Regions from separate parts of the Mus musculus genome. Here regions 2, 3 and 4 are each linked to region 1. Evidence: chromatin contacts called from public HiCAR-type data. All regions are on one chromosome and are shown on one strand. Each heading gives the region's core, a stretch centred on a gene start, on an enhancer-like site or on the middle of the called end of the contact. The rest is flanking DNA. Distances are from core to core; before and after follow the strand shown. Region 1 overlaps Gm11820 (a long non-coding RNA gene). Region 2 has its middle 240 kb from the start of Triqk. Region 3 has its middle 140 kb from the start of Triqk. Region 4 has its middle 100 kb from the start of Gm46881.

The links. HiCAR-type assays count read pairs that join an accessible place to other places.
Region 2: a contact with region 1 is called in a HiCAR-type map of embryonic stem cells, with 4 times the contacts expected there. The contact joins two enhancer-like sites. A contact is called at or near these places in 2 of 484 Hi-C or Micro-C datasets (both in embryonic stem cells) and 1 of 115 datasets of contacts at active chromatin or transcription factors (embryonic stem cells).
Region 3: a contact with region 1 is called in a HiCAR-type map of embryonic stem cells, with 3 times the contacts expected there. The contact joins two enhancer-like sites. A contact is called at or near these places in 7 of 484 Hi-C or Micro-C datasets (the N1E-115 cell line, cranial neural crest, embryonic stem cells and 2 more) and 2 of 115 datasets of contacts at active chromatin or transcription factors (acute myeloid leukemia and embryonic stem cells).
Region 4: a HiCAR-type map of embryonic stem cells shows a contact between it and region 1, with 7 times the contacts expected there. The contact joins two enhancer-like sites. A contact is called at or near these places in 1 of 484 Hi-C or Micro-C datasets (cortical neurons) and 1 of 115 datasets of contacts at active chromatin or transcription factors (embryonic stem cells).

What each region holds. Positions count from the first base shown.
Region 1 is chr4:13,091,544-13,097,811 of GRCm38.p6, forward strand. Gm11820 (a long non-coding RNA gene) reads left to right here. Exons shown (of 9, transcript XR_390410.3): 2 at 2,865-3,145; 3 at 3,762-3,853; 4 at 4,848-5,064; 5 at 5,207-5,307. Among named protein-coding and RNA genes, the nearest start is that of Gm11820, 3.3 kb to the left of the region's middle. Within about 2 kb of position 4,373, at least 6 of the 459 cell types and tissues checked have an H3K27ac peak or open chromatin away from gene starts, as enhancers often do. A contact at or near this core is called in embryonic stem cells, where this site is marked.
Region 2 is chr4:12,659,133-12,666,046 of GRCm38.p6, forward strand. No RefSeq gene overlaps it. Among named protein-coding and RNA genes, the nearest start is that of Triqk, 240 kb to the right of the region's middle. Within about 2 kb of position 4,444, at least 4 of the 459 cell types and tissues checked have an H3K27ac peak or open chromatin away from gene starts, as enhancers often do. A contact at or near this core is called in embryonic stem cells, where this site is marked.
Region 3 is chr4:12,766,143-12,773,045 of GRCm38.p6, forward strand. No RefSeq gene overlaps it. Among named protein-coding and RNA genes, the nearest start is that of Triqk, 140 kb to the right of the region's middle. Within about 2 kb of position 4,504, at least 13 of the 459 cell types and tissues checked have an H3K27ac peak or open chromatin away from gene starts, as enhancers often do. A contact at or near this core is called in embryonic stem cells, where this site is marked.
Region 4 is chr4:13,416,574-13,422,914 of GRCm38.p6, forward strand. No RefSeq gene overlaps it. Among named protein-coding and RNA genes, the nearest start is that of Gm46881, 100 kb to the right of the region's middle. Within about 2 kb of position 5,073, at least 36 of the 459 cell types and tissues checked have an H3K27ac peak or open chromatin away from gene starts, as enhancers often do. A contact at or near this core is called in embryonic stem cells, where this site is marked.

The DNA.
Region 1 (6,268 bases), core at 3,123-5,622:
CTGAAGACTGATACTTGTTTTTAATATACTTTTATCTTAAAGTGAAGACTTTTGACTTTTTAAATAAATGAAGAGCATGTAAACATTGTTATTTTCTTTACAATAGGAGTTTGGAACTTTTTTCAAAAGCTAGTTGTGTATCTACAAAATGATATAAAAGTGATCTTTCAAAACCTCACTTTTCTAATTTAGCCGCGTAAGTCTCTAAATAAGAGAATTAATATTCAAGGGTCATATTTTTATTACAGCCTATCTGCGCTCCTGAAAACAAAACTGGAATTGTAACCATAGGGCTTACTTTGCCTCCCTTTAGCTCACAATGAGAGTTTTCTGAAGACTTGTGCACAGCCTTGGGGTATTGTTACCAGGGCTCTCACATGCCATTAGAATTTCCGTTCAATTTATCAACACATCACAACTTAGCAGGCCTACCTTGTAAAAAATGATTTGTAGATTATTTGTTTAAATTATGGTCACCGGGCTGATTGGTTGACTGTTCTAATGTCAATGTACCCAAATAAATTACATACCAAGGTGTTCATTAGTAAATTGGGGGCATGAGGTTGGAAGAAGCAAGCAGAGGACATGGAGCTTTGCTGAGAGTCCTGAGTCACTCAGGGACCAACGTCTGTTACCTCTCCTGCAGTCTTAGAGAGTCATTTCCCCTACTGAATGACGGTAACACAGAGACTTTTCACTGAATAGCAGCAACATTTCAATTTTCAATAAATAACATTTTTGCTTCATGTTACAGTGTGTATATGTGTGTGTGTGTGTGTGTGCAGTACTGTACATGCATATATGTGCACTAAATTCTGAAGCTTTCTGCATTCCATTTCCATGACTTCTAAATGCTGTATAAAATAAAATGATTAAAATGTCACCAGATCCACATGCATTCCATTTTTGCACTAAGTGTTTCTTTCTGCAGAATAGAAATGCTGTTTAATTCCAGGGCAATTGTGAATTTGGTAAAATGAGGATGTAATAACATTTTTACTTAAACTTATAGCATCTTCTGCTCATATTGCCTTTCACAATAGTTCCTTCATAATTAAAGTGTCAAAAAACACATTTGTAACAAGAATGATGAAATCCGTTCTGAATAATCCGTTAGCAAATAATAACCTGCACTTCCTGCTCCCAAACAGCATCATTTACTACCTTTCAATCATCTATTTCTCTCCCCTTGCTTTTTCTTGCTCCTCTTAGAAAATAACTTCCTGGGACAGCTGAAAATATTCTGTGGGCTTAATGGGAGTTTTTCTTTCACTGGGAAGGTATATGGTTAGGAAATGTTTCAATGAATATGTAAAATGCTCTCTCCACGTCTCCCACTGGCTGTCTCCCAGTACAGAGCATTTTCAATACAATAAACAAACACATCCTTAAGCTAATCAGAACTCTCCATTCCTCCCAAATATCAGGCATCCATTTTTCTATTGACTGAGGAAAATAGCAGTCATGTTGTGATACCGTCTCTCTACACTGAGACAAAGTCAGGTTGGCGTTTAGATGCTATAACATAGCATGCTTCTGATATATTAAAGGAATAAGCCACATGATTCCTGTGAGATTTTCTTCTCCTAAGATTTAGTTTTTTTTAGTGTTTTATGTTAATAGTCAAATTCATTTTGTGTCTAAATCTTTTAAAATTAACTTAGAAAACATAAGATAAACACATACACAAACATCCTTGATGGAGATTATAAGATGCAAGCCAGAATGGACAAGAATTGCATGCGTAAATAATTCAGCCTGTAGTGTGAGGCTCGGTGTTCTGGTTAGTTTAGAGTTTTCTATTCTACATGCTTAAAACTTAGCTTTTGGAGACTTACTGGATCAGGCCCTCTGTCAGGATGATAAACACATTTGTATGGCACACACCCAGTGGCTTTCCACCACTCTTGTGGGCACCAAGTTTAGCACAACAATCGGAAGAAGATAAGAGAAGGGCTATAAATTGTTTTTGAATCCAGCTTAAGATTTTTTGCTCCAAGACAGGTCAAGCATACTTGTAAGAGGGGAAAAATGTCTTTTTCAAATAATTTACTCTGTTTCAAATGCCTTGCCCCAACTGCTGCAGCTGCAGGACCATGCTGCTTTCATTAGGGATCACATCTGGGCTGTGTTAAAACAGGGGCCTTTCCCAGGCCTGCAGTGCTTGTCAGGTTCAAAGTTTTTCTCATAGCTCCTGCCGCTTGTCCAAAACTCAGGAGCGAAGACAGAGAGCAGACCTGGTCACGAGCTGGTACGGGGTTTAAGTACATTCCTGCTCCGTTGTTCACAGTCTGGCTCTAATTCTGAGGCACATCTCCCCTGTGTTTACTTTATTAACTTACACATGACTAACTCCTTTGTTTAATATGGAAATAAAGAAAACTGAGGTTTCTGGAGGATGCTACTTATAGAAAGAGACATTTATTTTCTGCGTTTGCTTTTTAGTCTCCTACATAGCCACTCTTCAAGCAGTATCTCTGTACTTGCGTTGCCTGTATGTTTTAAAAGGTAGATAATACACACCGCTCACAGTGGACCTTGTTTCTGTGTCAAGTTTAGGGTTGGAGATGTGACACAGGTCTTAATTCATATATTGATAATAATTAATTAAATGAAGAAGTTCAAAAAAGTGTGTTATTCATAGATGGGTAATATAAAAGTAGCCTAAATTTTGGAAAAATGATTACAACAGCCTATTTCAAAGTTTAATACAATGTCAGAAAATATTAGGGTGCTATGGTATAAAATAAAGAATTGAGATGTTTTAATAAAACTTAAACAGAATCTTAATGTATGTTAGGATGAAATAAGCCACTAACCAAACAAGAAGAAAGCATTAAAGATTAATTCAGAATATTTTTCAGATGGCTGCTGGTGCTGCGGATTGTTAGCATCTACAATCTTCATTGATCTCTACAGAATCTGTACATGACTTAAAATCTTACTATGTTCCAAAGCTTGGAGCAAAAGGAAATACAAACACTGAAAGTATGAAACTATAAATATCATAAAGAAAACAGCTAAAGAAGGAATTGTATTTCATCTTGATGTGAACTGAAATGGACGTGGATATACCCTGGAGTCGGTTATTAATTCAGACAGAGGAGGCCACCATCAACTGATCTTTACAACTGATCTTTGAAGGGTAAATAGAAATTCAGCAGACCAAAATGTTCATTGATTTTAGGCAATTTTTTTTTCCATTTTTTATTAGGTATTTAACTCATTTACATTTCCAATGCTATACCAAAAGTCCCCCATATCCACCCACCCCCACTCCCCTGCCCACCCACTCCCCCTTTTTGGCCCTGGTATTCCCCTGTACTGGGGCATATAAAGTTTGCAAGTCCAATGGGCCTCTCTTTCCAGTGATGGCCGACTAGGCCATCTTTTGATACATATGCAGCTAGAGACAAGAGCTCCGGGGTACTGGTTAGCTCATAATGTTGTTCCACCTATAGGGTTGCAGATCGATTTTAGGCAATTTTTAACATTCATTTTGGGGATATTGTTTCAAGTTGTAAAATAATCAGGCTGTTGCTTTAATTTAGTTTCCATTGTTTCTATTTATTGATTCTGACTACCATTACTTCAGCAGGATTTTTCCTGCTTGTTTGAAAGCAGTAGATAGGTTCCACACACAATCTGAAGAAAAGTAACTTAAAAATTAAGCAATAAAATCAAAACAGGCGGAGTCACCCCCCCCCCCACCCCCGGTCTGATGTGTCTGAATGCTACCCTCACTAATCGATTTCGGTTAGAACTTTCAGGATAGCAAGGTGAAAGTGTTACCTTGCACGCTCTGCATTAGAGAATGGTGAAATCACATGTTCTCAGCATATCCTCCAACTCGGTGAGTGACTGGCTTAAACTTGTTCATGTTCCTGGTTGGCTTTCAGGATGTCGTGTACTGCATATATATGCACTGGGCACTAATGTTCTGATACTGGTAAATACAATTTATTTGATAATAACCGTGGCATTAAATAGACTAACAAGGGACTATAGATTAACAGAACATAATAAAATCTATTCTGAAGGTTTAACCACCTCCATACTAATGTCTTGATGGACATGAGGCCACATAGCTGTGATTTAACTCTCTGAAAAATGGGTATAAGCTTCCTAAAGGAGGAGGCTGCGTCTCTCATTGCCTTCATTGTCAACCTCTTTGTACCTAGTAAAATCAATACCAGCCGCACTGAAGACTTGTTTACCGCCTATCATATTTCAGATTCAGAACTTCCCAGAGAACCGTCACACTCTTCTGACTGGCAAGAAAGATGGGAAACATCAGTCAGTGAGACTGCTCAGTGGTTAGAAGCCCTTGCTGTCATAGGTTGTCCTGAGCTCTGGCCCCAGCCCCACTGAGTAGAAGGAGAGAACCAACCCCCACAAATTGTACTCTGGTCTCTTTGACCTCCACTCATGTGCGCCCCATGTATATACACTTCTCACACACACACACACACACACACACACACACACACACACACACACATTTTAAGTCACAAAGATAGAAACCACATCCTCCAAGTTGTGTCAAGTCAGCTGAGTTTGTATGTATAAAAAGATCATTTAGTATACAATTATTATACTTAGAAAATACTAAACAAAATTCCAAATATAAAGTCAGTAAAATCAAACCTCTTTACTTCCAATATGCACAGATAAAGGAATGTGGGCTGGGCACTGGGTGTTTCCTTTCTCTGTAACTGTTGGTTGGTTACACTTTATTGGGCTGGGAAGGTAAATGGACCTGTTTTACTTAACAAAGCCAGCTAGTTGTTTTATGGAAATTGTCCTTCCGCTTCTAACTCATCTGAATGTCAATGTCAAACTAACAGCTGCACCACTGGGATGAGAAGGGAAAACTCCTGGTCAGAAGAAGCCCTCTTTCCATTAAGGCGTGCCCTTCATGCTTCGCATTAGCTGCTGTCAACTCAGCTTCTTTCTTCCCGAGAACGGCCAGCTGATGGATGCATGCGGACCGCATAGCGCTGCGCAGGAACTTGCTTCCTTTTCCAATCCCTTGCAAGACCTGTGTATGGAAAATGACTTTTGGTAATATTTCCAGGCACCTTTAATTTACACACGAATTGTCAGTTATTTCATTTTGAGCGTCATGGGAGTTTTGATGCTGTGTACGTGTCTGCATATATCTGAGGCAGCAGTTTAATCTTTCGGAGCTTTGATTTGTTCACAGACAGGAGCGTGAAGCTAACTTCGGTTTTACTTGGCTAAAGTGTTTCATTGACAAGAATGAACAAATGCCATATAGATCTAGACTTCAGCTACACTTTAAAGGTAGGAGTAGACATTAAATAAATCAGTTCATACCTTAGCACAGTTTTTTATGCATTTTCTTCAGATTTATTTCCTACTGTGAATATTTATTACTTAGAATGAAATATTTAAAAAGAGTCAAAAGTCACTCTCTTGAAATTAATTGCCTTTTACACTAATAGTAACAGTCCTGTGGTTCCCATAATCTTCAGAATCATAATCAAGTTCCAGACAGAGCTTCAGATAACACAATCTTAATAGAATTGAAAGCGAGAAAAAATACTAATTGTATTGACCAGTATATTCAGAATGCACCTGAAAATTCTGTTCTGTCCTCTTAAATAGCAAAGTTAATGTATAATTTCAAGATGCTATCAAGTTACCAAGAAAGTATTTTCCCTCTTGAAATTTGCTAGGATAAATTATCTTCATATTTGAATTATACTCAATTCAAAAAGAAAGCCAAATAAGGAAACTAATCCACGCAGTCGAGCAAGGCCCACGATGGCCCTGAGTCATCTTAGCACAGGGAGAGCATCATAAAGTCCATACTGCACTGTGATCTGTGAACATTAAATAAGAATCAGTGTAACAATACTTGTAGCATCTGAAACATATTACTGTGGGCGGGGATATTAGCTGGATACATAGCAAGTATCAAAAGCTCACCTTCCCTTGACCTGTGCTCTGTCCACACCCATGAGTGAGCATATCTTCCCTACTCATAGGTGTACATACATCTCTTTCTGTTTATATCTCTGTCTCTCTCTCTCTGTCTGTCTGTCTGTCTCTCTCTCTCTCTCTCTCACACACACACACACACACACACACACAAAGAGAGACAGAGATAGAGATGGACAGAGAGAGAGAGAGAGGGAGAACGCAAACCATTCAATTAGGTTAATTGCTTCTAGTTTTTAATAGAAAACATTTCCAACAACTAAGATATGTCCCACCTGTAACATGTTGCCTTATACTCTTG
Region 2 (6,914 bases), core at 3,194-5,693, 430 kb before region 1:
TATCTTACCCTTAATATTTTCATTTTCTTTTTGTTCCCCCCAAAAAGGTTTTATATCCATTGGTCTTTTAAATTCTTAATGCATTTAAGGTATCTAATGTGTATTAAGCTCCTCCATCTTTGCCTTAAACAAATCCTATTACTCTGTGATTCTATCCTATTACACAGTGATTACTGAACAGAGCTCAACTTAATTGGATATGATCATGTCCTGCTATGAAGAATTATCTGGGAAAGTTTCTATTTTTCATTGCTGCCAGCAGCTTTATTTTATATGTAACTTTTAAAGTATCTACAGATGTTATACATTGTTTTAATAAGAGTTCTAAAACATCTCTAACTTTTTTTTATATAGCCACAATAGATTCAGCAGAGAATATTCAAAGAATACTTGGTTGCAAGTTACATAGATAAAGAGACAGGAAAAGGGAGGCACTTAATGAATACTAGTGTTCTGGTCTTTTCTTTAAGTTTATGCACAGTGTGTTCGTGTGTGTGTGTGTGTGTGTGTGTGTGTGTGTGTGTGTGTACTTGTACACACATGCTGAAGACTTATCATAGGAAAACACCTTCTTCTACCTATAGCCCCACCTCCCATCTGTTTTACATCCTGGTTTCTAGGAGACAGAATTATAGATATGTTTATTGTACTACATTGCCATTTTTTGTTGTTGTTGTTTAAATTCTAAAACAATCTTACCACTTGGGTAAGAATGGGATTCTCAAAACAATTTGCAAAAGCTTAATATGCTATAGGAAGAATTATAAGACTCAAGAAAAAAGTCAATGGACTATTGGCCCCCAAATCAACTAATGAATGGATGTATTTGTAATTGTGAGAGAAACTTGAGCAGTGTATTTCCAGGAATTTTCTTTCACACAAACCTAGACTTGAGTGATTCACTCCATCTCTGTAGAAAGACCTAAGATCAATGTTTACTTTAGAGAACAATTGGGCCAAATGCATCTCTGCCTTTATCTTTAGAATTATCTGTAAAACAGTTTCCCTAGTCTCAGATGCATGGCTATTGACTCTTTAGAAGAGTTAGTTTTTGAGCATGAAAACATTATTCTCCCGTAAGAAATTCTAGGATTTTTCTAGAATATCCTGCATTCTATGTACTGTGAAAAGCTCTGGAGTCCACCATGTCTTGCTTGAGCCTCAGCCCTCTTTCATGTTTTTGTTATAAAATTGAGCAAGTGTGGTGGACTTTTGAAATCTATTTCTTTACTCAGTAAAAGTGTGATAACCGTAACAACTATCACATAAAGCTGTCAAGATAAATGAATCCTATAAAGCACTGTCTTAGATCAGTACTTGAGACATAATACATTTATTGTTGACTTTTCTAGTTACTGTATTATTCAGTAATTATATTGTTCTATGATTTTACGCATACTTTCAAAGTTCAGTCAGATTAGGTGTAATTTTTAAGACCTAGGATTTTAGAAATTTGGCTACGTTTTCCTGGTATACTAATATTCCTTCTCAATTAGAGGGCAATTTTCTATAATTGCCACTAGAAATCAGACAGCAGATGTTCCAAACCCTAGAAGAGCTCTTCTATTCATTAATATCAATGCTTCTTTGTTGTTTTTGCTTTGTTTTCCATTTGATTCTAATAATATTAGATTCATTCACTCTTGTATCTGGGTGCTTTTGTGGCTTATTAATGATATCAAGCAACAGGTAAGACAATGACTCAAAGAGTACCAAAAATTGTTATAGCAAAGGAAAATTAGCATTAAATAGTTTTAAAGGATAGGAATACATGATTGTGAGCAGCAGAGAGAATTCATAGTCCATGAAGTTGGAATATTACCACATAAGCTGTCCTGGATCTTCCTCATTGCACTGACTAATACCAGAGGAAAACACATGTCAAGTATGAAACCAACAGGAGTATCCAAGAACCTAGGAATAGATTTAGAAACAGTGGTGCATATGTAGAATGGAATTTTTTTCAGCTATAAAGATGAATGAAATTATATTGTATATCAAGAAATGGTTGTAATGGAAGATAATCATATTAATTAAATTAAGCCAATATCAAACAAATTTAGTAGATTTTCTATCGTATTATCAGATTTTTATGTAGATATTCAAAAGTATGAGTGTTTGTAAGTCACAAAAATATAAATGGAAATATCTAGAGAAACAGGAGATCAATAATAAGAAGGAAGGGTGAGAAAAGGGGGAGGTTCTATGGTATAGGGGATATGCTCAACATATACGTGTCTCAGTCCCTGTTCTATTGCTATGAAGAGATACCATGACCAAGGCATCCTGTAAAGAAGGTATGTTAAACTTATAATTTCAGAAGCTGACTCCATGACCATCATAGCCAGGAAGCATAGCAGGAACTGGGCAAGCCTGGTGCTTGAGAAGGAGTTGAAAGCTTACATTTGATACACAACTAGTAGGCAGGGTGATCAGGAAGGTGAGGTGGATGGGTCAGGGGACTGGGACTAGTGTGTGGGCTTTTTAAACCTCAAAGCTGACTCTCAAGACATACTTCCTTCAAGAAGGTCACACCTCATAATCATTACTAAATAATCCACCAAATCTGAACCAAACTTTCAAATATATAAACTATGAAGTCCATTTTCATTTAAACCTCCATAATATGCTTGTATGAAAATATCCTATGTAACATAGCACCATATACAATGAATATGTACAATGAAACAAAATTTTAACTAAAGCAATTAAATTATAAAATAATGCTCCAGAATTCCATTAAGTATACATGAAATGCTCAATAACCACATATGTCTAGTTACAACCATATTGAACGGTTCAGGTGATGGGTTGTTTCCAATTATCACAGGAAGTTCTACTATGCAGCATGATAGTAGAACTACTCTACTTTGTGAGTGTAGTGGAAAATGGTCAGCTTCCAGGTGGGATGTGCAGATCTCCATCATTCAAGAGTATTTACACCTCCTGGACTGAAGTAGCTTGACCACTTTTTACACTTGGAAAACCAATTGAATTTTACCCCAACTCAGTGGTGTTGCCAATTCTAAAGGAAGCCATGGAATTTGGCTAAGATAACTTCAACTAAGTTGGGTTACCTTCCACTTAGTGATGGCAAAAGCAAAATCTAAGTCATTAGCCCTTCCTATTGGAGGAGTAGACAAGGCTTGAACACAGGCACACTAACAGATGTCCCCTAAAGTTGACCTTGACCTATGAGGAGCCTCAGAATTGTCAACTTGGCATTCACACATCAAATAAAAAGATGTAGTGGTTAATAAACAGATTCACAGCTCATGTGACCAAGATCATCCATCACCTTAATTTTGAAGAACTTTTTGGCATATTTACCTGACATGCATAAATTTGCACATCTGGGATTGAAAAAAGGATTTTAATACCTATTGGTATTAAATTGGTATTGGCTTAGATATTTTATGGTTTTAATGATAAATACAAATAAATATATTTTGCTAGCTTGGTCAGAGAGTGTATTTTCCTCTTAAACTAATGACTTGTGGTGTTTCATTAGCATAAAAATGCAATTCACACATCAACCCACAATTCTAGTAAGAATAGCACCAATATAATATAACAACAACTATTTTATTTTTCAAGCCAGGATGCAAAGGATACAAAGCAAGTAGTGCATTTGTTTTGTTATCTCTCAAAAGCTCACCTGGCATATGCCAATCAGGTAATTGCTTGTGCAAACGGATCATTAAGTGCACAATTACCTCATTTGAAACCCAAATTCAGGGCTGAGTGGAAGCAATCTCTGCATGTGCAATTTTGTGAGTGTACTAATCATTACACTCAATGTAGAAAAATTAGCCCTTGAAGTCTCTTCCCACCTATGGCTTTCTGTTGCCTTCACTGATGTTATCCATTAAAACCAAGCAAACATGATGTGTTTTCTGGACATAAACAATTAGTTACTTTCTGTCATGGAGATTGAGTAAACATATGCATAAAACCAAGTGTGTATGCAAACTTCACCTCATTTAATCCAGGCAGGGTAGTTCTCCCTTTACCTCAGGCTTCAGCTGACATTCAATTTCATAACTGTTTGCATGGAAATGATGGAGACCTTATTCTATTTTATCTTTATTTTTTTCTTTCCAAATACATTTGGCAAATTCTTCCAAGCTGTCTCCTTTATGGCAGAATATTGTCCCTGGCCCATTTATATGCTAATCACTGAAGTGTTACCTTTTACTGACAAGTATTTACATGTTAATTAACTTTGGAAGGGTGGTTAGAAATACTAGTTTGCCCTGTTTAACGTGATAAAGAGGACGCTTTTTCTTTTCATGAGGAGAACAAAGACAGTATCATAAAAGGAAATTATTTAATTACCTCCTCCTAAGAATGAGAAATGTGTTTTCCAACCCTTTTCTCTGTAGAGAAATTCTCTAGATGTGACCTGAGGCACTAAAGGAGAGGAGAGTAAACAGCCTTCCTTTGGATCTGAGCTCCAGGTGAACACATCTGGTGCAAGAATCCAGGCCAGTGATAGTTAAAGGGCGGGAGCTGGTTTTGGGGAAGAAAAACAAGCTTGGGAATTTGGTGTGTTAGTTGAAAATACCTGAGAATGAACTGACTCTATGAAATCTATATGAATGAGTTATAAATAGTCTGTTGTTCTCTTATTTTATTATGCTGATGGTGACCTCAAATGCACCAAAAGGGAAGGAATCCAAGAGATGTGACAATGTGATGAAAATGTTGAAGCCAAACAAACAAAATAATTAAAGTTAGAGTCAGTGTTGGTAAAAGAATACAAAAGTACTTTAAATTTAATGAGCAAAAGGATCTTTAACATCCTCAGTGCCTATCAAACAGGATGATAAAATGTCCCCTTTCCTACCAACTGTAAAGACACTTATAGAAGCACATGATTTAGTGATGGCCAGTTCTAATGTCACAGTATCCATAGTAGCCACTGAGGATGCATATCAGAGCTCTGTTGAAGCCCATTAAAGGAAAGCTTTTTTTTTTTTTTGTATCTATCCAAAAGAATAGAATCTACTTCTGACCTGGAAAGAAACACAGCATTTTGCTTTGCTTCTGAGATTAGAATATTATATAATGCTGTCTCATCTCTGAAGAGTTAATCCACCTGGGCCTCTCAATCATCTGGACAAGAGAATACCCCTCAGGAAGGCAGACTCAACCTGATTCCATGCAAAAGAAATGGAAAGATTAATTATCCCTTTGATGAAATCAAGAATTATCTGCACTATATGATACTAAACATAAAATGGCACCAAAAATTCTGCCAGAAAATTTCTAAAAACAATAAAGAATTTCAGCACATTGACAGGATACAATATTAACCTACCGAATCAGTAGCCTTTCTCTACACCACCAACAAATACAATGAGAAAGAGATTATTGATATGCTCCCATTTACAATATCTTCAAACACAATAAATATTTTGGAATAAATATAAGCAAGGAGGTAAAAGACTTTTACAATAAGCAGTTCAAATCACTGAAGAAAGAATTCGAGAAAGACATTAGAACATGGAAAGCCATCCCGTGTTCATGGCTTAATAGAAATAATATTGTGCAAATGATAATCTTACAAAAAATTATACATTTAATGTAGTTCCAGTCAAAATACTATCAACGTGCTTAAGAGAAATAGAATAAATAATACTAAAACAATATTGAGCAAAAGGAACAATACTGGAGGAATTACCTTCCATATTCCAAGATTTATTATTGACCTTTAGTAACATATATTTATTAAAATATTTATATATTATACTCTTACATAATATATATTTGCAATATATTTAATATATAATGTACTTATATGACATAAAAATAATAAAATAGAAGGCCCAAACACAAGTAAGTGTAACTACATCCACAATCTTCAAAACTAGTGTTGAGGAAGCTGCATGTCCATTTAGAAAAAATAAAATTAAGCTCATATATATCACCCTGCACACCAGTTAACAACAGGTGGATCACAGTCCTCCATTTGAAACCCGAAATGCTAAAGCTTATAGGATAAAACACATGCAGTATCCTACAAGATCTAGGTGTAGGAAAGGACTTTCTGAACAAGTTTCCATTAGCCAAAGAATTATGGCCAAAAATTGACAACTGGAACATCATAAAATAGTTTAGTATAACTAAGGAAACAGTCCATTTAGTGAGGAGGAAACTCACTGAGTAGAAGAGAATCTTTGCCAGCTATCCTGCTGACAAAACATTAATATCCAGAAAACAGAAAGATTCAAGAAAACAAATGACCCAATTAAAAATGGTGTAGGAATCTGAACAGAGTCCTCAATAGAAATAAAAACAGCTGAAATATGTCTCAAAAAATGTTCATCATCCTTAGCAATCATAGTAGTAAATTAAAACAACCTTGATATTTTTCTCTCACCTCATTTAGAGTAGTGAAGATCAATGAAACAACAGACACCAAATGCTGGCAAGGGTCTGGGGAAAGGGGAAATCCACATTCACTGTTTGTAGGAATGCATACAGACGAAGCCAGTCTGGAAATCAGTATAGAGGGTACTCAAAAGCTAAAACTAACCTAGCATATGATCCTGTTTTACTTTGCGAATGTTCAAAGTATTCCACATCTGACTCCATAGGAAGTTGCTTAGATATGTTCATTGTTGCCCTATTCACAATAGCTAAGAAATGGAAACAATCTAATTGTTCTTCAGCTGATGAATGGATAATGTTAATCTGGTACATATACATGGAGAGCTATGAACAAAGTGCAGTCACAAAATGTGCAGGAAAATAGACTGGATGGATCTAGAAAATATTATATTGGGTGAGGTAACCTCAACCTAGCAAAACAAATACCACATGTTCTCTCCCATCTTAGCTTCCTAAACCTTTAGATGTGAATTAAAACATGAGATAATTGTGGGTCTCCCCACTCTAGAGGATTGTCT
Region 3 (6,903 bases), core at 3,254-5,753, 330 kb before region 1:
ACTATCAGTTTCCCATCTCCAGGACTTCTCAATGGTGTGTGATTAAAGTCTGAATGTATTTACATCTAGACAATCTCACCCTCCAGCCCCCTATACCTGTCTAGCTTTAAACTTCACATTTCGTTCCCCTCCATGAAACAGTTTATTGTTAGCAACTGATTTCATTGGTGTTAGAGTGCACATTTGTTTCATGCCTGCACACATCTGAATTGAGATATGTTTTATAATCAGTGGTTCACCGTGCTCAAGGAATGGCGTATGTAAGATGAAAGGACACCCTGACACTGACTACATGGGTTGAACAAGATTCCATAGATCCACTTATCTAGAGCACCTCGCTTTCTTACTTAGAATTATGCCCATGGCTCTTCTACCTTTGCCTAGGGTGCTGTCATGTGATTATTATGGGCATGATGTGAACAAATATTTATTCACTCTAGATAGGTCACCCATCGCAAATAAAAGAGTCCATCCAAGTGTAGTGTAGGGTGCAGACAAAGCCCATGAGTAAATTCCTGAGTGAATATGTGCTGCTGACGTGCCTGACCATGTCAAGGAGCCTAGAGCTACAGACCCATGGTGGAATGGCACAGCTGTCCCTCTGAGGTCAGGCTAAGAAACAGAAACACAGCAAAGAATTCATCTGGTCCAAGTGTAGATTTTGACAGTGTTTGCAGAAAATCTCCACCATAGCTTTCTCTCATTGCACATTTACAGCCCCAAGAAGACTCTCCCACAGAGATTGCATCTACCAAGATTAGTTGAGCCTGTCTCCTTGATCCAGCTGTATACTATAAACCCTTCTTTCTGTTTATCTGTACGTAATAACCCCACCTCTTTGTTCAGCTGTAGGCAATAACCTGGCTCTCTTTCAAGTTTATATAATAAACACATTAATCTTCCAGTATGCTGTTCCTTCTCCAGAAGAGAACTTAGGCCACCACATCAGAGCATTCTGTCTGTGTTCTCTACTGTCTGTCTTTCCTTCATTCCCTGGAAACTGTGCATGAGTGAAGTAGTATAGCTTGGTGAATCAATGAGTTAATTGGGGTTAGTGATAAGCATATGGATACAGGTTTGGGAAGTCAGCTCAGATTCTCCAACTCTGTATAATATATAGCACTCATTGCTTTCCTAATATTTCTTTATCATGGTTTTAAAGAATGTTTATAGTTTTACAACTTTTTCTAACCCTCCCTTAAAATATGGTGACTACTTAATGGTTTACTTCTGAAGACCTGAAAGTCATAGAAATCTCTATGAATTATTTTCAAGAGTAAGTTATAAAAGGCATGGTCACCTCCCCCTCCACACACACACTTTGTCCTGAATTGCATGGCATGGAGAAGTTCACTCTTAGGAAGTTCTACTGGGAAAAGTAACTGGAGTCTACAGAGACCAACTAGATAAGGGGCCATCTGGAATGCAAATTCCTAATTTCTAGCCCGTGGTTCCATTTATTATGACCTTGGCCATCATCTTGCTAACAGTGTGGTCAGAGCCAAAATCAACTAAGCCCCTCATATTTCTGGCCCACAGGAATATGAACTGGGCAAAAACTGTGTTGTTTATAGCTACTGTGCTTTTGATGTTTTGTAACATAGCAGTAAATACATAGTATAAAAAACGGAGTACATTGTTCCCTTTCTCTTCTGTACTACTGTTTGTGGAAACTCCTGGAAGATAAATCTTCTCTACCTGGCTTATGTCATGTCTTCAATGCTCAGCGTAGTATTTGACATGTGTAGTACATTCAAAGTTGTGAAATAACGAACATGGAGAATTCATCTAGTACTTTGGTTTAGCCAACAGGCGACTTTCATTATAAGCAAATATTTGTAAAATGATATAAATGGAATCTTAGTTTTTAATGTTACAATGAAGGTAATAGACTTTAAACGATTACAGTTTGTTTTTCCTACAGTAGCAAGACAACCATTGAAACTAGTCTTTGGCCTGTTCCCAAATTCCCCATGCTTTCACAATACATTTAGCATAAAATAAAACTTTCTTCTTACACTTTAAGACCAGGGCTTCTTAAAACTTTTCTACTTATAACCTCTTTTGCATGAGAAATGTTTATATAACTCTGGGTATATAGTTGTATACAAATAGACTATTTACTGATAATAAATCATCAAGAAATTTACTTTTAAAACTTCTTTGGTTTACATGTCATTTTTCCAGTTCCTAAGACTAAAGCAAAGTTGCATGCAAATGATATATCTGTAATTGTTTACTTTTACGTACAGAATTAAATCTTGTCTAAATAGTTCAGGATACAGGGCATTTTCAGTATCTTCCAGATTTTTGACAATTAGTTTGACTTTATAATTGTTAATGCTCATCACCACTTCAAATGAATACATAGTAAAATATGTAACAGGTTTAGGCTTATTATCAAAATTGTTAGAAATTCTGTCTTGCTCACAGGCAAAAATTTATTTAATTTTTTTATCAAACAAAACTCTAGTAAACAAGTAAAATAGCAATTTTTAAAACCAAATATTCTAACACAGGAAAATCTAATTGGGTAGTTATTTGATAGCTTGATACTGGGGACTGTCAGGAAAGTACTAAAAGCCTTTGTTTTCCATAATTGCACATCATGTTATCATAAGAACAAAAATCTTTGTATGTATCATAAAAATTGCAATTCATGATGCACAATTCCAAATTTGTGCAGAAGTATTTCATTTAATGAGGTTTTCTTTGTATATTCTAGATACTAATCCTCTGTTAGATGCACACTGTGATTATTTATATATGCTTGGCTCAAGGAGTGGCACTATTAGAATGTGTGGCCCTGTTGGAGTAGATGTGTCACTGTGGGTGTGGGGTTTAAGACCCTCATCCTAGCTGTCTTGAAACCAGTGTTTTGCTAGCAGCCTTCAGATGAAGATGTAGAACTCTCATCTCCTCCTATGCCATGCCTGTGTAGATGCTGCCATGCTCCCACCTTGATGATAATGGACTGAATCTCTGATCCTGTAAGCCAGCCCCAATTAAATGCTGTCCTTGAAAGAGTTGCCTTGGTCTTGGTGTCTGTTCACAGGAGTAAAACTCTAAGATACAGTTGGTCAAGATCTTTCACCCACTGTGTTGACTTCCCCTTCACTGCATGAAGTTTCCTGTGCTGTAATCAGTGTTTTATTTCACAATGTCATATCTGTCAGCTGTTGACCTTATTTCCTGAACAGCTAGGTTTCAGTCAAGAAGGCTTTGAAGATGCATGTGTCTCAAGAGGCACTTCTTCAAAATGTCCTCAAGCATTTTCATAGTTCCAGGCTTCATATCAACCCATTTGGTGTTTATTTTTGTGTAGGCTAAATGGGAAGGATCTAGTTTTATTATGCATCATGTAGATTCTCAATTTTCCCATCACCAGTTCTTGAAGGGGCTTTTCCCAAAATATATTGTGGCATTGTTGTCAAAAATTAGGTGGCTATAATACATATATTTTACTTGGTCTTCTGTTTTATTTCAATGATCTCAACGGTCCAGCTGGTAACGACCCTCTTCAACCCATAAATATGTCTCTTATTTATATACCTGAAGCCTCAGAAGTCATGCCTGTGATAATCTTGTACCAAGAATGGGCACCTGATCTAAGCTCAGCTAATCAGTGTCTCCTGGCACAGATTTTCAAATTGGAACCAAAAAAATGTACTTCAGACCATTTGGACTTTTGGATAACAGATGTATTTACTTGGAGATTATGGGATATCGTCATAACTCTAAATGTTACTATAAAGGAAAGAGAGAGAGAGAGAGAGAGAGAGAGAGAGAGAAAGAAAGAAAGAAAGAAAGAAAGAAAGAAAGAAAGGAAGGAAGGAAGGAAGGAAGGAAGGAAGGAAGGAAGGAAGAAAGAAAGAAAGAAAGAGAAAGGAAGGAAGGACAGGCAATGGAGAGGCAGCAGAGTTGCAGAGAAAATCTGCCTCAATTCAGAATGGAATTTTCAGTTTCCCAGTCTAGTCTTATTATGCATTAATTATAACTGTCCCCCCCCCCAAAAAAAAGCTAAAATGAACTTCTTTTCAGCTATCTTAAATCATTCCTATTACACACACACACACACACACACACACACACAGGATGTGGGGCTACTTATACTATTAATGATAATTCTGGTTAAAGAAAAGAGGTTGCGTTGAAAAGTTGAACACATGGAGCTCATTTCACACACATGTGCTGCATCTGCTTTCTCAAACTGTGGAGATTAACATCAATGTGGTTACTTAAAGTTTGCCAAAAGAGGCACTATATGAAGTAAGGCGATAACTACAATCCTGGCAATGGTCTAATAATACATGCATAAAATTAGGAAGGTTTCAGAATTCCACACCTGGCCAGTGTGAAATGATCAGCAATGGCTCTTTAAAATGTGGGCCACCAGAGCTGGTTTGCTTGGCTCTAACATGCCGGACTGTTAGTCACATGACCTAGACAGTACTTTCATATGATAATATCAGGAGCCATTGCTCTTCTGTCTGCGCAGTGCTTGCCGTTCTTATTTAAATGAATTCCATCTGTTTAGAAAGAATTCTTCTTTCAGAAGCTCACAGTATCTGCTTTCCTAATCAGACAAAAGAAATTCTTCATTACAATAAAGTGTTCTCTCACACTAATTCATCCAGTCATCACTGGCAAGGCTTGCAAAGGTCTGTGCTGACTTGTGACTACTGTAATAACTTTTAAGCAGTTTAAAAAAACAAAACAAACAAAACAAAACAGCATTTAAATAATCAGTATGTCATTTAATTTCTATGTTACCAAAAGTATATAATTTCTTTCCACCTGCATAACTACCACCCATGTTCTAGTGTGACAGTAATTGAAAGCCATCAGTCTTGTTTTAAAAAAAATAGCATACCTTTCTTTAACTATAAATATTTGTTTTTTGGGCATTGTTGTCAAAAATATGAAGGCTGTAGTTCTGTGGACTTATATCTGAGTCCACTATCCTATTGATCAACGTGTTTGCTTTTGTGCAAGTGCCGTGGTCTCTCTAGCTGGTAATGATACTCTTCAGTCCTTAAATGTGTATATTATTTACACATCTGATAACTTCAGGAGTCATATTTGTACTTCTGTGCTGTACAGCTAATAAAATTCTTGTCAGTGATTTTAGAATCAGAACCAAAGAGACTATAGTTGCTACTGACACATAATTATATCTTTAAATATAGATAACCATACACATGTAGCAACAGAACAATAGTACTTGGAATCAACTTGTGGTTAAAGGATTTGTGGGTTACACTAAGAACAAAGTAGAAAATTGATGTTTATAATTTGTGGATCAATGTGTGGATCATGTGTTTTAGAAGCTTGTGTGTATGAGTCCGTTTTCGGTATCTTAAGGTACTAGAAAAACATGTGAGCATTCTTGAGAGTAGGAAATGAGTCTAAGATGAGAATAGCAGTAGACTGAAAGTCTAGGAAGAACTTTTACATTGTTTCCTCAATGATGCCTCTTGTTGCAACCACACATACAGGAAGCTTAGAAGGGCTGACAAGCTCCCCCAGCCTTCTTTTACAAGGGTGTGATATCCTTCACAAGAACTCCATCCCAATGACCTTGTCATACTGAAAGAACTCCTCTAACATCATTGCAGAAGTCCCTAAGTTCCAAACTATGAATTTGAAGATGACAGAAACATTGATACCATAGAACAGACCATTTTATAAGCAAGTGTTCTGCTAAGTCTGGAATTCCATTATTTAGAAATTATATTATAGTGATCATTTCTATTACTTGTAGGAGTAGGAATCATTTTCATGAAGTTCTTTTTTGATCAAAAATGGTTGTATAACTGAGTAAGTTTAGCCTCACTCTTACCTGAATAAAGAAATTAAATATGTATTACATCATGAGTTTATGTGAGTTCATATAAAGTATGAATTATATGATTCCATATAATGAGTAATGGTATGCTGTTAAATTTGCATTCTTTTCTTTGCTCCCATGAATAATACATTTAAGGCTTAACAAGCCACATTAATTACTATATGAAAATGCTAAGCTACTTAAAATTTCTCTTAAAGTAGATATAGCTATAGTCAGAGTTATATTTCTTTTTGAAAAATGATACCCTTCATTACATGGTTCACAGGTAAGTAGCCCAGCTCTTGCTAAGAAAAAAACAAAACAACATCAAAACTAAACCCATATAATGCATTTAGTCAGTTATTTTCAATAGTAGTTTGGATCTATCTATAACACTCTGTATGTAATAACTGTTTTGAAAGCCACTTCTTAGAAACTAGACAAAATGAAGAAATGAACAAATATATTTACATTTTACTAAGCATTTGCATGTAAACAGGGTAAAGAGCTGTTTATGCGAACGTTGGGTCTCATAGGAATAATGAGATTAATAAGCCTGGGATTGAGTCATCTGCACTGACAATCAATAAAGATTTCTATATATTTCTCTTCAAGTAATTGGCTTTCAATTCATTTTTGTTGGTTTTGCTCCCCCCCCCCCCCATGGCCATGAAGGATGTTAGAGAATTTCATCAGAAAGCATGACATCCTAGAACTTTTGGAAATCAGGGGTCTGGAGATGGGGCTTGTGTCAGGCAAGTTCTTTCTATCCCAGCATTAGACCGAGTCAAGACATCTACCACCCATTTCAAAAGCCCTCTGTGGTAAACTGTAACTTTCATCCTGGGGAAAGATACAGTTAGAACCCTGGGATTCCAGTTTAGCTCAGTCAGTGAGATCAATGTTCAGTGAGAGACTCTGTCATAAAAAATAAGGTGGGGAAGGGTGATTCAGGAGGACACTTGATGTTTGCCTCTCATCTCTACTTGTGTGGACACAAATAAAAACACAGACAGAGACAGACAGACAGACAGACAGACACACACACACAATTTTGTAAACTGAACAAAAAC
Region 4 (6,341 bases), core at 3,823-6,322, 330 kb after region 1:
CTCTTCTACTTAAAAATGTTTCAATAAGCACACTGTTCATCTGTCCTTACCTAGTTATGTGCGGATTTCAGAGTACAGATTCCAAGAAATGACATGTTGGATTGAAAGAGATGCAGATTGGAAAGACACTGCCAAAATGCTCTGAGAAGTTTTGTACCAATTTATAGCCCCAGCAATGGTGTTTGAAAGTTACTATTTCCATATAGGCTCAAAAGCCCTGTCTTAGTCTTTTTAATTTTTGCTAATATTACGGGATAAAGTGAAACTCATTCCTGTTTGATTTACATCTTCCTGATCATTTACGCTGTTTCCTCCTTAGTGTGACTGTGGGAGGGATGCCAGAATCCCAAATCTGGACCAAGATTCAGCCTTTTATTTTGGTTCAGATCAAATCTCCTGGATCAGGAGGCTGCTAGAACCCAAAGCTAAGGTAGCCACAGGCCTGTTAACGGGGTAGACCAAAAAAAGAGGCAAATTTCAGCCCAGAAATAATTTTGGACAACATCTTATCTAACTCTGAATAGTCTGTTATGGTCAAGACAACTGGAGCAAAACCACATTATTATAAATCTTGTATTATAGTCTTTTCTTCTATACAATTGGCAATAACTTACAAAGAAACATTTTTAATTTTCATGATATTTGGTGGAAGAAAGCACCTGTTGGCCTATCTCCCTTACAGAAAGCTCTTGAATATTAATGAGGTAATACATCATGTTTTTAGCGATTTGCTAAGTAATACCAATTAGAAAAAGATATCATTTGAACAGATTAGTCTACAGCACCACTAAACAAGACCAGTGGTTCTAACAGGACACACACCTAATGCGGCACCTGTGGTCTAGATAAAAGCAGTTAGCTCAGGCATCCACCTGCACTTCTTCACAAACAAACTCACACACCTCATTGTGCATCAGGTAGGTTTAATTGTCAATTAAAGCGTGACACTTTACAAAAGGTGTGATAGTGAGACTTTTGGAAAAAGGAGTCTGTTGCAGTTAGACTATTTGGACCCTAGTTAGTTACCAAAAATCAATTCTCATTTTAAGACAAAACACCCCAAGATTCCCTCCCCCATCCCTTTTCTCCAGTTCACTTGAGCCTGTTTTGTAAAGGTGTCCACAATGTGAATACTAAAAGCCTTCATATGCCTATCAGATGCCTACGGCAATACTCACTGTGTAGGGGACTATCAGAGTGTATCAGGATAGTTTCCAATTGGCCTACTTTCTCTGTCTACAGAGTGAGCACAGGGAATATGTCGGTCTTTGAAATTTAACTCAGCTATCACCAGGTGAAGGTGCTAAATGTATTATTCTGTCAGAGCAAGATCCCAAATTTTAGCTATTACCAGCACATCAATAAACTCAGGAAACCCATCTTCCAATTTTCTACACTTCTCTTCTTTCTTCCCTTATGAGAATTGCTGTATTTTCTAAATAATAAACATATTCATTTGACAAAGGAAAAAAAATGTAGATTGGAAATACAGTACAACAAAATCTTGGTTTGACCCCACCACACACTAAAAAGCACTGAGGGAATTACTGTACAATGAAAGGGAGACAAATCACTCCAAATTTCCACTTACTGTATTTTCATTTATGCAAAATTATTACTTTTTCCGTAATCCTCAAGCATTCTTTTACCAATCTTTTATTAATGTACAGTTGGCTTTCTCTGTATTAAAGGCTATACTGATATTTTGTGCACTCATTAATGTTTATCTGGTTAGTTGTCAGCAGGAAAACTAGTAGAAATAGAAATAAATGGTCAAAAATGATGCTTTGAATTTTGATACATACTACCAAATGCCCTCAGGAGATGTAGCCAATAGCTTGTTCATTGTCATATGACGGTAAGTGTTTGCTTATAAAAAGGTACCAGCTTTTATCATTGCCAATTTGATTAGTAAAACTTATAACTTAGTTTTTTATATGTTGTTCATTGCATTGATGTTATTAATGTAGAGGCATATTAAAATACTTAGGCTACTGAAATGTACATATTTTTCATATCTAAGGTCCTTTTTATTAGATATTTTCTTTATTTACATTTCAAATGTTATCCCCTTTCCTGGTTTCCCCTCTGAAACCCCCCCTATCCCATCCCTCCTCCCCCTGCTCACTAACCCACCCACTCCTGCTTCCTGGCCCTGGCATTCCCCTAGACTGGGATATAGAACCTTCATAGGACCAAGGGCCTCTCCTCGCATTGATGACCAACAAGGCCATCCTCCATGTTGTTATTCAAAGCCAGGGAAGGCATAGAAAAGCTTCATACTTTTACAATTCAGAATCTTCATATATAACATTGGCATCTCTCACTATATAAAATCCCATAGGTGAGTGTTGTTATAGCAAAGATTGAGAATCACCGAAGTTGAGGGAAATGTAAAGAACTCGGAACACATAAAATTTGAGGATGGCTGCTATGAACATATTGGGTCATGTGTCTTTATTACCAGTTGGAACATCTTCTGGTTATATGCCCAGGAGAGGTATTGCTGGATCTAGTGGTAGTACTATGTCCAGTTTTCTGAGGAACCACCAGACTGATTTCCAGAGTGGCTGTACCAGCTTGCAATCCCACCAGCAATAGAGGAGTGTTCCTCTTTCTCCACATCCTTACCAGCATCTGCTGTCACCTGAATTTTTGATCTTAGCCATTCTGACTGGTGTAAGGTGGAATCTCAGGGTTGTTTTGATTTGCATTTCCTTGATTAAGGACATTGAACATTTTTTCAAGTGCTTCTCAGCCCTTTTGTATTCCTCAGTTGAGAATTCTTTGTTTAGCTCTTGTCTTAGTTAGGGTTTTACTGCTGTGAACAGACACCATGACCAAGGCAAGTCTTATAAAAAATAACATTTAATTGGGACTGGCTTACAGATTCAGAGGTTCTGTCCATTATCAACAAGGTGGGAGCATTGCAGTATCCAGGCAGGCATGGCGCAGGAGGAGCTGAGAGTTCTATGTCTTCATCCAAAGGCTGCTAGTGGAAGACTGACTTCCAGGCAACTAGGGTGAGGATCTTATACCCACACCCACAGTGACACACCCATTCCAACCAGGTCACACCTATTCCAACACGGCCACACTTTCAGATGGTGCCACTCCCTGGTCCGAGGATATACAAACCATCACAGCTCTGTACCCCATTTTTTAATGGGGTTATTTGAATTTCTGGAGTTCAGCTTCTTGAGCTCTTTGTATATATTGGATTAGTCCCCTATTAGATTTAGGATTGGTAAAAATTCTTTCCCAATCTTTTGATGGCCTTTTTGTCTTATTCACAGTATCTTTTGCCCTAGATGTCTCTCAACAGAGGAATGGATACAGAAAGTGTGGTACATTTACACAATGGAGTACTACTCAGCTGTTAAAAACAATAAATTTATGAAATTCTTGGGCAAATGGATGTATCTGGAGGATATCATCCTGAGTGAGGTAACCCATTCACAGAAGAAGTCACTTCATATGCACTCACTGATAAGTGGATATTAGCCCAGAAACCTAGAATATCCAAGATACAACTTCCAAAACACAAGAAAATCAAGAAGGAAGACCAACATGTGGATACTTCATTCCTCCCTAGAATACGGAATAAAATATCCATGGAAGGAGTTGCAGAGACAAAGTTTGGAGCTAAGACAAAAGGATGGACCATCCAGAGACTGCCCCACCCAGGGGTCCATCCCATAATCAGCCACCAAACGCAGACCCTATTGCATATGCCAGCAAGATTTTGCTGAAGGGACCCTGACATAGCTGTCTCCTTGAGGCTTTGCAAGTGCCTGGCAAACACAGAAGTGGATGCTCAGAGGCATCTGTAGGATGGAACACAGGGCCCCCAATAAAAGAGCTAGAGAAAGTACCCAAGAGCTGAAGGGGTCTGCAACCCTATAGGTGGAACAACAATATGAACTAACCAGTACCCCCAGAGCTTGTATCTCTAGCTGCATATGTATCAGAAGATGGCCTAGTCAGCCATCACTGGAAAGAGAGGCCCATTGGTCTTGCAAACTTTATATGCCCCAGTACAGGGGAATGCCAGGGTCAAGAAGTGGGAGTGAGTGGGTAGGGGAGCAGGACAGAGGGAGAGTATAGGGGACTTTTGGGATAGCATTTGAAATGTAAATGAAGGAAATATCTAATAAAAAATGTGAGGAAAATAAAAAAGAATGAGGACATCATGAGTTTTGCATGCAAATAGATGGAACTAGAAAATATCCTGAATAACTCAGATCCCCCCCCCCAAAAAAAATTTGAGGATGGAGATGAACCATTGAAACCTTTCTACTATAAGCAAATACATTTGAAGGCCTTGAGTGGAAAACATCTGCACTCTAATGAATGCAGGAGATTTTGCATAGACACCAGCAAACTGGGAAGTACTGCTACATACTGAACCGCTAGACTAAGCAAAAGTACTACAGAGCTAAGTGTATCTGTCTTACAGATTTGGTGATCATTACAGAAGCACACAAATGCAGATAACATCATTTATCTTTATTACTACAACAATCATGGTAGCTCGATGTTCTTTAAGCTTTTTATTGAAGTGGAAATTAAAGCTCAAAGAATTTGAAGTTATCAGATTCATACAATTAGTTAATGGTAAAAAAAAAATTAGAGTCAACACTAGTTTAAGAACTGCTGGATCCTCAGAGTGAGGGAAAAGGAAAGATCCACTGGCTCCTGTGTTTCCCTCGAGGTGGGTGTACAGAGTGTGGAACTGTACTGGGAGGGACAGAATATAAGGAAGAAAAGCGTAGTTTGTAAGAATCCATGATTCGATGAGAATGATACCCCAGACTCAAATAGTATGCAAAAGCAAAGAGCATTTTATCCTGCAGCAGACGTATATGCAGCGGTCTACCATTTACCAAGATGAAGGTACCCACGTGAGCTTGCAGGCTCAACTTAAAGTAGACTAGGGGAATTCCATGAAGGGGTTGGTGACCTTCACCTTGATTGGAGTGTAAGTGTCTTTGGGATTGGCTAGGGCTCTTGGGACATTCTAGAGCCATTGCTGGGGCAGCCTGGAAACTTGCTGAGTCACTGCTCTTGCCTCAGGCCCGGTGGTGGGGCAGCCTCTTTCTGTATGGCTCCTGCTGGCTGTGGTTTTTCCAGTGACTGACTTTCCCAGCTCTAGGAAACTGAAACTTGGCCCTAGTCTCCTGAACTACCAGTTTGAGTCTGTCATGGAGTCAGCCTAGCTCAGTCCTCTCAGTTTTTAACTATGAGTCACCATATCTATGGTGTACTCTCTTAAGTATTGGAAACAAGTTAAAAATTAACTCTTTATAGAAATAGTTCAAAGGTCTCATAATAATTAGTTTGTTTTTAAATCAGTGTTTTAGCACAAGGTGAATTACCATGTAAGCATTGGAATATTTATTTCCTTAAGGTTTATTTTCCACTACTGGGACTGGTTGTCCCATGCAGGAGTGGTACCCTAGGTGGGCTTCACTAGGAAAAAAAAGGAGAAAAAGAGGAGGTAATAGGAGGGAGGAGTTTTTAAGCATGGGACTTGGAGAAGAGAGAGGGGGCTCAATCAGGATATAAAGTGAAATAAAAGATTTATTTTCCTCTTTTCCTATAAATCACTGAAAAATCTGTGGCTGAATCTCAAGACTGTTTCTTCTTAACACCCTGCCAGTATATGTATTCTGTGTTATGAGACTATGCTAGATACATACAATGTAGCTGACTTATCTTCATATGCAATTTAACATTTTCTTTTAAAAAGCTTTACCTTGAAAGCTAATTGCTTGACATTGGTATAGTCACGCAAATTTTCTTTAAGCCAATGTTTGTGTGTTATACGTTTTCTATTTTTTGACTGTTAATAATTTTAATCTTAGTGTTACAGAAGAACTATAAATAAAATACAGTTGGGTTCTGACTTACTTAATATGACAACTTCTCTCAACTAATTAAAACATTAAGATGATTTATAAATATTAATGCTTTTCCCTCCCTTGACTTTTATGTATTAATTTCATTCTATTTCAACTTTTTCTTAGTTTTAAAATCACATTTTTCACTATTCTAGACATTGCAGTTTGCACTGATATATCAAAGTACAGTGTTAATTGTGGGTTTTTTTCTGGGAGAATATAATAATCTTGCACATTTAAATTCCTCTAGTTTAATTTTTTGTCATACATTTAAATTATATGTGGTCCACAGCTCACAGGGATGTTGCATGAATGCTTTTGACTTTATAGCACTATTTTCTTAGATCTGCCCGTGTACCTCCTTATCTTTGCTCTGCATTTCCACTTGACTCTCCAAATTTCCACCTAGTATATTTCTTTCCTTCTCTCTGAAAAGAA